Linked DNA regions of Gossypium hirsutum: region 1 is linked to region 2. The links are chromatin contacts, called in public Hi-C maps. All regions are on one chromosome and are shown on one strand. The core of a region is the stretch at or near the end of the contact, and the rest is flanking DNA. Distances in the headings are between cores, read along the strand shown. Region 1 holds the start of LOC107914943. Region 2 has its middle 12 kb from the start of LOC107914956.

Region 1 (5,207 bases), core at 2,235-4,734, 43 kb before region 2:
TTATTATTAAATATAATTTAATAAATATATAATTTAATAAAATTCTTAATATAATTATTCTTATATGAATTTACTAAAATCATAATATATAATACTATAAAAATAATATATAATCTATTTTATTATTTTTAAACTGCAATACATATTTAATGTGCTAAAATATCATTAGTGAAACAAATAATTTTATTATTCTACAATAAAAAACAAAAATAATAGAAGTAATAAATAACTTGAGAATTATATTTTACATCCAAACATAATATTCATATATTAACAAAAAGTTACATAATTTCATTAGTTTATATGTCATAATATCCAAACATAATATTCATATATTCATATATTAACAAACATAATATTCATACATTAATAAAAAGACTAATTTACTTTTTGATTTAATGTATAATGAGTAATTTACTCATTTTTCCAGTGGAGAGGGCAAAATACAATGCAACTCCTCATATAATGACTTCTATAGTACTTTTACCGTTTTGTTTATTTTTCAAGTATTCCGAAGGAATTGGATTGCTTTTAGCATGGAGCAGAGACCCATTACTATGCAACTTATCAAATGGAGAATTGGAAAGTTGTTTTTTGGTAACTTTGATGTGCAACAATTTGATTATAATTTCTTTTGCAGAAATGATCATATGAACGAATTTCTTCTTCTATTTTTTTGTTCCTTATAACTTGAGAGAGATTTCTCATAGACAGGATGGCTGTTAGAATAAAGCCTCATGGTGAATTCTATATTATATATTGGGATGCCTGCACATAGATCGGCCAAGTGCTAAGAAAAGCCATGTAAACCGCAAGGAGAGTTAAACTATACTTCATTTTCTGTCAAATTAAGACTATCTCAAATATGCACAAGGACTTTGACAAATGTTGGTGAGGCAAATTCATCTTTTGCACAAGGTAACTTAATGACATTTACTCGAGCAGAATCAGAATATAAAATTGGTGAATTCACTCAAGGGTATGTCAAGTACATACATATATCTAACGCTCATCAATTAATCCAGTTATAGATGTGGAGTATCTTTGCTTTTCTAAACTCAAAATCAATACTTGATAATGAAGTTGCTTAAAAAATGTAAATAGTAATAATGTCTATCAGAAGATCAGCAACAACAATAAGTAGAAAGGTTTGAGAGAAAAATCCATGAAAAGAATTAATATGGTCATTTCATGTGCCAAAGAAGTCCTACAAAGTGCATTTATATGAAATAGAAACATTGGAAAATCAGCCTGTTTGCTGCTGGAATTAATGTAAATTTCTCCAAAAAAGGGGAGATACATAGTTGATACAAAGTTTAGAAAGTCGTTCAAATAAGAGGTACATACAATTTCAATTTTAACATCCCTACCTTGTGCATTTTCAAAAGCTCCAATAAACCAGTTATTAGTAACAATCAAATAAAGCAATAGAGATTAGGAACTAGTGAAAACCAGCATATGACAATAAGAAAGGTTATTTTTGTAAAACAGCCTCTTACAATATTAGTAACCCCTTGCTGATTCTCAAGAATTCTAGCATAGAAAAAATTATCAAAAAGGAATATGGAACCGGGTTATTACAATTAGCAGATAAAAGGCTCCCTCCCCAATTGAAAACAGAAAGGAAAGGCCATTAGAGCAGAGAAAGAGGTATACCGTCCCAGTGGGTCACGACTAATCCATTTATAGTGCAACATTTACATCACAATGGCTATGGGAAACAACTTGCAAGTTTACTCTAATTATTATTTCTGTGGGAAACAACTGTTTCTATAATTTCAATTCTCGTGCTACCTTCCAATCTTATTATTTCCCAGAGACTATCTGAAATCTTGCCCATCACTTTGTTCCTAATCATTATAAAAAATTCAAGTGTCACATTAACATCTACATTATTGACTACATGGAAACAACCAACAAGAACTTATAGCTGGTGAAGCATATGTGAAGATTAAGTGAAAAATCTAACATACTCTTGAATAGCTTCGGGAACTCTGAGTTGATATTATTCTCACAAACTTCTCCCAATTTATACTTATATCCATATCTTATTATTCCCAATGCTGAAATTTTTAATAACTAGATTTCGCATAAATAAAACACACCATAAAGAAATATGCAAGAATTTTATTCGGGAACACGCATTATTTCAACTAAGAAATCCAGTATGTATTCTTAATTTTCACTCTTATATGCATATATACACATATAAATGAAGTTCTTAAGTTTAAAGTCCTAAATAACTTTGACAACAAGGTCCACTTACCCAACCTCATCATGTATGGCATCTGATAGTTCCCTTACTTTCATGTTTTCAGAGCCAAGACAGTTAAGTGCTGCCGACTGCTTCACAGCTAAAATGATGTTGTTGCGTAATTCTAAGGTAAATTTATTACTTTATTCAGAACATATTATAAAGGGACACTGTAAGAATGCCGCTATTTACTTTATATTCATTTAAAGTAATAAATATACGAAGGTTGCATTCGGCGTGTTCTTGAGTTGACAGAGTCATTCTTTGAATCCATTAGGAAAGAAAGCAAGTATAAAATACATAGCTCGAGCTGAACAACTGCTTTTATCTAAACAAGTTGAATCAAGCTATTTGGCTTGTTTTCGAAAAGCATAGGCTGATAATCGATATACAATAATCACATTTGTCAACAATCTATAGCAGCAAAGCAGCTTAATCAAACATGGCCTTGAATTTGAAATTAATAAATTTTACCCAGATATAATAATCAAATTAAATTCCATGAAAATACCCAAAACTCAAAATCAAGACAAAACTCATTCAAGCAAACAATCACAGACAACAAGCATCCATGATTTCCAGGTTACCCTAAAGTTCAGCATTCTAAAACTTTTACCTTAATCCTAGAAAAAATATATAAAAGCTAAAAAAAGTAGATAATATTGGTGATTAAAAAAAGAAGAAGAAAGAACATACGTTGTCCTTAAGCTTGCGGACGATTTTGAGACGGAGCTTGTCGAAGTCACCATCGTCCTTGAGCTTTGCAATTACCTCTTCTTTCATAATCTTCTTGTTTTCTTCTCCCATCGGTTCCTTTGCATTCAATCTGTTGGAAAAAAATACCTTTCTCTTTTATGTTTCTATTAACAGGAAAAGGGGAAGAACATAAGAAGGAAATATCATAAAGTTTCTTTTATGTTTCATTTTAGTTCCTGATAAAATGAAGAAAAGAAATGTAGGAGAAGATAAAGCTGAGGGCAGAAAAGTTTCTAACTACCCAAACGTAAGAAGGAAAAATCATAAAAAAGGAAAAAAAAAAATTACCTCTGCAATTTGGAAAAGAAAGAAATGTAGGAGAAGATGAAGTTGAGGGCAGAAAATGAAAAATAGGAAAGAAACAGTGGATGAAATCCCTACTCAGCGTTGAAGGGAATGAACGGCTATTATAGTCGATGGGTGTAATAGGGCCTGAATGGAATCAGGCTGTAATGATATTACAGCCAACCAAACTAACGTTTGGTGGTGGGTAATTGAATAGGCAAGGAATGGAATGGCTATTCATGCCAACCAAACATGTTGTAAAAGTCCTGTTTCGTATTTCAGCTACACCATTCATACTCGGTGATCATGGCATGGTGTATTGTGGGACAATACTGCATTCCTTTAGGAATTTCGCAAATGGTCCTGAACATTGTTCACCTAAGCCATCATATCTACCGTAGTACTCACCACCATGATCAGATCTGACGTTTTTAATCCTTTTGTTAAGTTGATTCTCAACTTCAGCTTTATAAGCTTTGAACACGTCTAGAGATTGAGATTTCTCATTAATTAGATATAGGTACCCTTAATGTGAGTAATCATCTATGAATGTTATGAAATATTGTTGACCATTCTAGGATGCCGTAGGGAATAGCTTAAAAATATCTGTATGAATTAAATCTAAGACGTCCGAAGATCTGTTGGCACCCAATCTCTTGGTTTTGGTTTGTTTTCCCTTAATGCAATTGACACAAACATCAAAATTTGTGAAGTCAAGGGACTCTAAAATACCATCAGACACAAGGCGTTCAACTCTAACTTTTGAGATATGACCTAAGCGCTTATGCCATAATGATGTTGAATTTTCCTTTTTTAATTTATGTTTAATACCACGTGATTTTACATGCAAGGTTTCATTTTATGATGAAATTGTTTCTAGCAAATAAAGGTTGTTATAAGTATTTAAATAACCAGTTCCAACAACATTCAAATCTAAAGACAAACTAAATTGATTGTTTTCGAATGAACAATAATATACAAATTTGTCCAACGAAGAAACATAAACTAAATTCCGTCTAAATGACGGTACAATAAAAGTGTCTTTTAAATCCAAATAAAAACTAGTTCCTAATAACAACCTAAAATGGCCAATCACTTCCACTTCAACCGATTTTCCATCGCCCACGAAGATGTGTCTTTCACCATCACTTGGCTTTCAGTAACTCAAGTAACCCTGCATAGCAACACTTATGTAAAGCTAAATTAACCTCAAAACAGACCAAATTAAGAATTATACCTTTCTTTGCACGCCAGGCATGATATTTGGTACAATCTTTCTTCACGTGTCCAGACTTGTTACAAAAGAAACAACTCTCTATAGCTTGTTGTCGTTTCTTTTGAGCTGGACCCTTAGCAGCTTCATTATGATATTTTCTTTTCTTTCCCTTTTCTTTAGGGGCATTGGCCAAATGGGCACTTTTAGATTTATCACGCTTCAACCTTTCTTCCTCTTACACACAATTATAAATGAGCTCGTTTAGAGTCCATTTCTTCTTTTGACAGTTGTAACTAATTTTAAATTGATTAAATTGCGCAAGAAGCGATACCAAAACCATAAGAACAAGCAATTCCTCAGAAAGCTCGATTTTAAGTGCCTTAAGTCTTGAAGTAGTATGAAACATCTCCATAATGTACTCCCTTACATTTCCTTGACCTTTATACTTCATAGACATCAAAGAAGTCAAAAGTGATGTCATCTCAACCTTATCGTTTTTAGCAAAACGTTTCTCAATTTCATCAAGGAAACTTTTGGCCTAAGTAATCTCTTCAGATTTTGTGCCCCTAAAGGCTTCTGGAATGCTGTGTTTCATGATCATTAGACTCATGCAATTTGAATTATCCCACCTCTCAAAATCCCTCTTATTATCAGGGGTGCTTTCCGTAGTGAGAGGTGCAGGTTGTTCTTCCCTTA
Region 2 (5,496 bases), core at 1,321-3,820:
TCATGCCTCGCCTTACACGTTCTTCATTTGTCAATAGTCTGCCACGAATAAACAACCATAGAAACATTCTTACCCTTTGTGGAGTAGCAGTATTCCAAATCAGCTTCTCATTACCACTTTGACCTGATCTATCAAAACCAAATATGTTTTTATACGATTCTGCAACTGAAAATTTCCCAGTTGTCACCCATCGCCAAGAAATAAAATGGGGCCCTGCTAGCCCGCGAAGGTCCTTTACACGCCAAAATACCATTTATCGCATGTCGAGGAAGAACCGAATCTAGCCATTGCAAGTTCCATATGCTTTCCGATCTAACAACATCACATACACGAGTGGACTCATCCAAATTCCCTTGCCCAGTATAAAGGTACTTTAAAAGCCCCACATCTTTCAACCAAACATCATTCCAAAAATTAATCATTTGTTCATACCGTACCGTCCAGACGAGGCCTTTTTTAGCCTTATCCCAAACATGAGATAAAGAATATGATCCGGAATCAGCCCATGAATACGATATTTGTTACGTAAAACTCTAACCCAAAATGTGTCTGCACTTGTAATCAAATTAAATCCAAGTTTTAAGAGAAACGGTTCGCTCTGATCTTGCAACCGACGTATACCAAGACCCCCATTTACAAGTGGCTTACAACAGTCCTTCCAATTGACCAAAGATGGTTTGTGTCCTGAGGAAGAAGCCCCCCACAGGAAACCACGAGCTATTTTTTCTATTTCCTTACCAATTGTGGTTGGGATTCTGGCCGTTGTCATAAAATAATTAGGACTCGTCATTAAGACGGATTTCACCAACGTAAGCCGACCAACCAAGGAAAGGCTACGCATGTCCCGACCGGAGAGACGATTCTGAACTTAATCCAATATAAACTGGAAATTATTAACCCCCTAGATCCGTGACCATGGTAAACCCGAGTTTGATTCGAATGCTTTCAGCAGCTTCATCCAATACATTATTCGAAAAAAATAATTTTGTTTTCTGATAATTAATACAAGAATCTATTTAAGACACTCTGATTGCAAAATAAAACCAAATCATCACCGAAGAACATGTGGGATAATCCTGGCCCACGACGAGAAAGCATTAACGGTTCCCAAAGTTGCTTTTCTATGACCGACTCAATCAAATGTCCTAGAACAAAATTAAAGATACGGGGACAGTGGATCTCCTTGCCGTAGCCCTCTAAATGGAGTGAAGGACTTAGAGATAGAATCGTTCCATAGAAGTTGCATGGAAGCTGAAGTCACACACACTATGATCATATTTATCAACCTTTCCGGTAATCCAACGTCAGACAGGGTATCACAAAGAAAATCCCATCGAACCCTATCACAAGCCTTTTCGAGATCTACCGTCCTACTTTTGGTGTTTCTCATTGTGTCAATTGCCTCTTGGGAAATTATGATATTATCCGAGATATCCCGTGAAGGAACAAAACTTGACTGATTTTATTTCACCAAGATTTGCATAAGACTCCGGAGGCAGATTACAATTGTTTTTGTAATGATCTTGTACAGGGATAGTACACAGACTAATGGGTCAAAATTGACTCATTGTATCCGCACCACTCTTTTTCAGGGCAAGAACTAAAAGTGTTCGATTTAGGCTAGGATCCAACCTACCTTCACAAAAAACACCATCAACCAACTTGAAGATGCTATTACCTACGATATCCCAGTGAGACTGGTAAAATTTAGTATGTATCCCATCTATTCCAGGTGCCTTATGAGGGGCCATACTGAAAACAGATTGACGAACTTCCTCCATAATAATGTCGCTGTTAAGACTCTCCATAGATTCTTGGCTAATCTTCGGAAAATATCCCTTACTAGGAAATTCCTCAGTCGAATAATTGTCAACTATGTAAAGATTCGAAAAATGATCCACAGCATGATTTTTTAGAGATGTCGCATCATAACACTATTCAACCCCATCCATCTTCAAGGCTTCAATCCTATTCATTTTCCGCCTTTTTAAAGTACGATTGTGAAAGAAGAGAGTATTGCGATCACCGTTAGAAAGCCACTCACATCGGGATTTCTAGGCCCAAAAAAGCTCCTCCCGATTCAAAATAGACTCTATTTCACACTGAAGTTCTGTCTCCTTTTCCCTTGGTTGAGTAGAATTATACTTCTCCAAGGCACCTTGAACCCGTTTTAACTCCCCCAAAGCTTTTTTCTTCCTTGCAAAGATATTCCCAAAAATAGTTTTGTTCCAATCCTGAACCAAATTGATAAAGTTGCTCACGTTGTCCACAATATTACTTTCAACTCTCCAGGATTTTGTAACAACTTCCAGAAATTCTGGCTGGGTTAACCAGCTGGCCAGAAATCTATTAAAACTTCCAATTCATCCGTTGGCCGCTGTCCAAATATTTCCCCTCTTTCACCTTTCAAAACTATTTCTGGAAGCCTTCCCATTTCTCCTTCACCCAAAGAAATCCCTCTGTTTGTTGAAATCCATACATCCAAATTTCTTCTTTTGTCTAAACCATGTCCGACTGCTTGAAACGTCATTGGGACTGAGTTAGCTTCTCTCAATTTTGGATCCATTTTGGATCCATCATCAAATGGATTTTCCTTAGACCCAAGTGAAAGCCCATTTATATTAACAGGCAGTGTGTGAAGTTTTTGGTAGGCCATTTATAGTAATAGCTTTTCCCTTATTTTTTGCAAGTCCTGTCTTAAAAGTTTTTCTCAAACTCTAAACTCTAAACTTATTAAAAAAACATAAGAATTCTGTACAAGCTACATTTTCCTTGTAAAAAAAAATCAAACTACATTTGTACAAGATAATAATTATCAAACCATTGGTCAAAGACAATTTTTATATTCTATTTAAGCTAACCCAAAACAAAAAAAAATTAAAAGAAAATTTTTTTATCTAGAACTAGAATACATTGAGAAATCAAGTAAGATAACAAATGAAGAAGAAATTGACTATGACATTGTTAAAGAATATATCCAAGACATCATTTTATGGCATCATAAATAATTTGAGATATGACATGTAGTACAAACGATAAATAAGATACTACAAATTAATGTGCAAATGTCATGTCCGTAAAATAATTCCAAAAGAGGAGAAAAACAAACTGACAATGAAACACAACATAGGAAGAATTCAAAAACAAACTAGAAATGCATCACCTTGATTAAACCACAACACTATAAAACATGCCTATTTTTATGTAAAAAAGTTATTTAGAAATATTTAATATCGTTTATAGATATTTAACATGTTTAAGATATTTTGTTGGAAAAATTGTATTTTATGGGAATTTTGAGGCATATTCTTAATAGGTAAAGGTGGAGAGTTGAATTATAAAATTATGGTTTCATATTCTAATCCATGAGACTTTTACAACGGTATATCATATGCTCAAAATGGTTGAGTGATGAATGAGAAACTGATGCTCAAAGTAAGCTACTTGGAAATATTTGTTGAGGAAAAGTAAAAGCTTAGATCCCACATTGGTTAAATACCAAGTGTGAGATGTGTATATGTATGGGAACCCTCTTAAAAGATGATTGAATGACTAAGCTTGGAATCATGTCTCACGCGCAAGAGGTGCAAGTCCAAACTTGTTTGGGTTTGGGCACCCTTGCACGACGTGAGCGACGCAAAATGTCCGGACTGGTCGGGCCCAAAATGAGCTTGTGAATATTTTTAGCCCAACACAAAATCATTTTTCCTCAGCAGACATACAAAACTGTTTATAAAAGGACATTTATCTTATTTTATTTGATTCCAATCAATTTGATTTAATTTTAATTAAATTGATTTGTTGGCTCCTTTAATGGAAGATTTTGTGGAAATTTCCTAAATTCCACCATACTAAATGCCTATAAAAGACTATGAATTTTGAAGAATTTTTTTTAACACTGATATTCTCTCACACCGAATTTATTTTGCTCTCAAAATTCTTCTTTTCCAACGTTCCAGTGATAGAAAAAGACAATATTTGTTCGTTAATCGCTATAGAGGTGCTACTATTTTGATCGTTGTGTTGTTGTATCCTGGGAGACATTCGACCAACGTTTCTCAAAGTATCGTAGGAGTAGTCGAATCTGTCTTAAGGAAACTGGGTTAAACAGGCCTCAACATTTAGTAAATCTTTATTCTTCCTTTCGATTTCAACTTTTTGTTACGGTTTTTATTGGTTTACGTATTTAAAAATTTTAATATAGATTATTCTATTTATATTTTATTTTATATATAAATATGTATTTATTTATATTTAATTATTTTATTCGCTAACGTATTTTGTCCAACATACATTACCATTCAACCTTGGATTTGTTTACGTGTCGACTTGCTTTGCTAAATGTTTACAAGTATTAATTAAACAACTATTTATCTTTAAAATTGTTCGAATCATAGCTTGAACCGACCCGACTCGACCTATGAACATCTTTGAAACAAAATTGTCTGGTATTTATCTTTTTAGATAAGGTCCACGCGAAAAAAAGTTGGATAACACTAGAGGGAGAAGAGGGTGTAATTTGCAAACTCTTTAACTACTTCTCCACCGTAAAATTGAAAATGAATAAAAAAAACAAAATTGTTATGAATATCTTATTAAGTGGATGTCTATCATGATTAAGATAAAATTTTGATGTACTTTAAATTCTAATAGTTATTAGAATTAGATCTCTACTTTTTTTTATACTTCTTATGCCTATAAATAGAGACTCTGATGAAGTATTGTAATTATCCATTTGATTAATAAAGTACATTCTTTATTACTTTCATATTTTCTTTATTCTTTATTCTCTCCATCTCTCTTTATTTTATAACACGTTATCAGTATGATAATTCTCTATTTTTTCAAAATCTTTCGAAACCGTCCTACAAATCAAATTCCTTTTCACCTTAAACTTTCTTCTTTAGAACTTTATTTAATCTCAAAATGAATTGTGGTTCTTATTCCCGATCTTTGATTTATAATTGTACAAGCATGGGTAAATAATAGATTTGGTAAGAAACTTTTATATTTCAACCATATTTTTTTTTTCAGTTAAGGTGTGACTACTATTAATTTTTATTTGACATAAATTTCACATTCTTATGGTATTTAAATTTTGCCTTTCTATGTTAATTTTTTTTATGTAGAAGACATACTTGTTGATTAGATATGTTTGCGATTAATATGATATGTTTTCTCTACTTTTTTTTGGTAAATCATTCTTTTTGAAGTTTTTTTTAATTAAGTTATATTATGCATATTATTTAGATGTTTAAAATTTTGATTATTAAATTCTTGTTATTAAATATTTTTGAAAAACCTACCATTGTTGATTAAAGGGAAATTTGATAGGATGTATTGAGTCTTATTAACTTGCTAATGTTGAATGATTGTATGATATCTTTTAAATTGAACTTCTAAATATTTTATTAGAGCAAGATAAAATTTTATAATATATATGTGGTATTGAAATTTAGTACAATGTTTATCGGATAATTTTCAAGCATTGTACAT

The links. Hi-C and Micro-C count contacts between places; a contact is called where the count stands out from the background.
Region 1: a Hi-C map of leaf shows a contact between it and region 2, with 1.7 times the contacts expected there. The contact joins the promoter of LOC107914943 here to the enhancer-like site in region 2. A contact is called at or near these places in 4 of 34 Hi-C or Micro-C datasets (hypocotyl, leaf and petal).

Annotation. Positions count from the first base shown.
Region 1 is chrD10:46,118,537-46,123,743 of Gossypium_hirsutum_v2.1, reverse strand. LOC107914943 reads right to left here and starts at 3,484. Exons shown (of 3, transcript XR_001689101.2): 1 at 3,299-3,484; 2 at 2,951-3,080.
Region 2 is chrD10:46,074,120-46,079,615 of Gossypium_hirsutum_v2.1, reverse strand. No RefSeq gene overlaps it. Among protein-coding and RNA genes, the nearest start is that of LOC107914956, 12 kb to the right of the region's middle. Within about 2 kb of position 2,570, at least 8 of the 9 cell types and tissues checked have an H3K27ac peak or open chromatin away from gene starts, as enhancers often do. A contact at or near this core is called in hypocotyl and leaf, where this site is marked.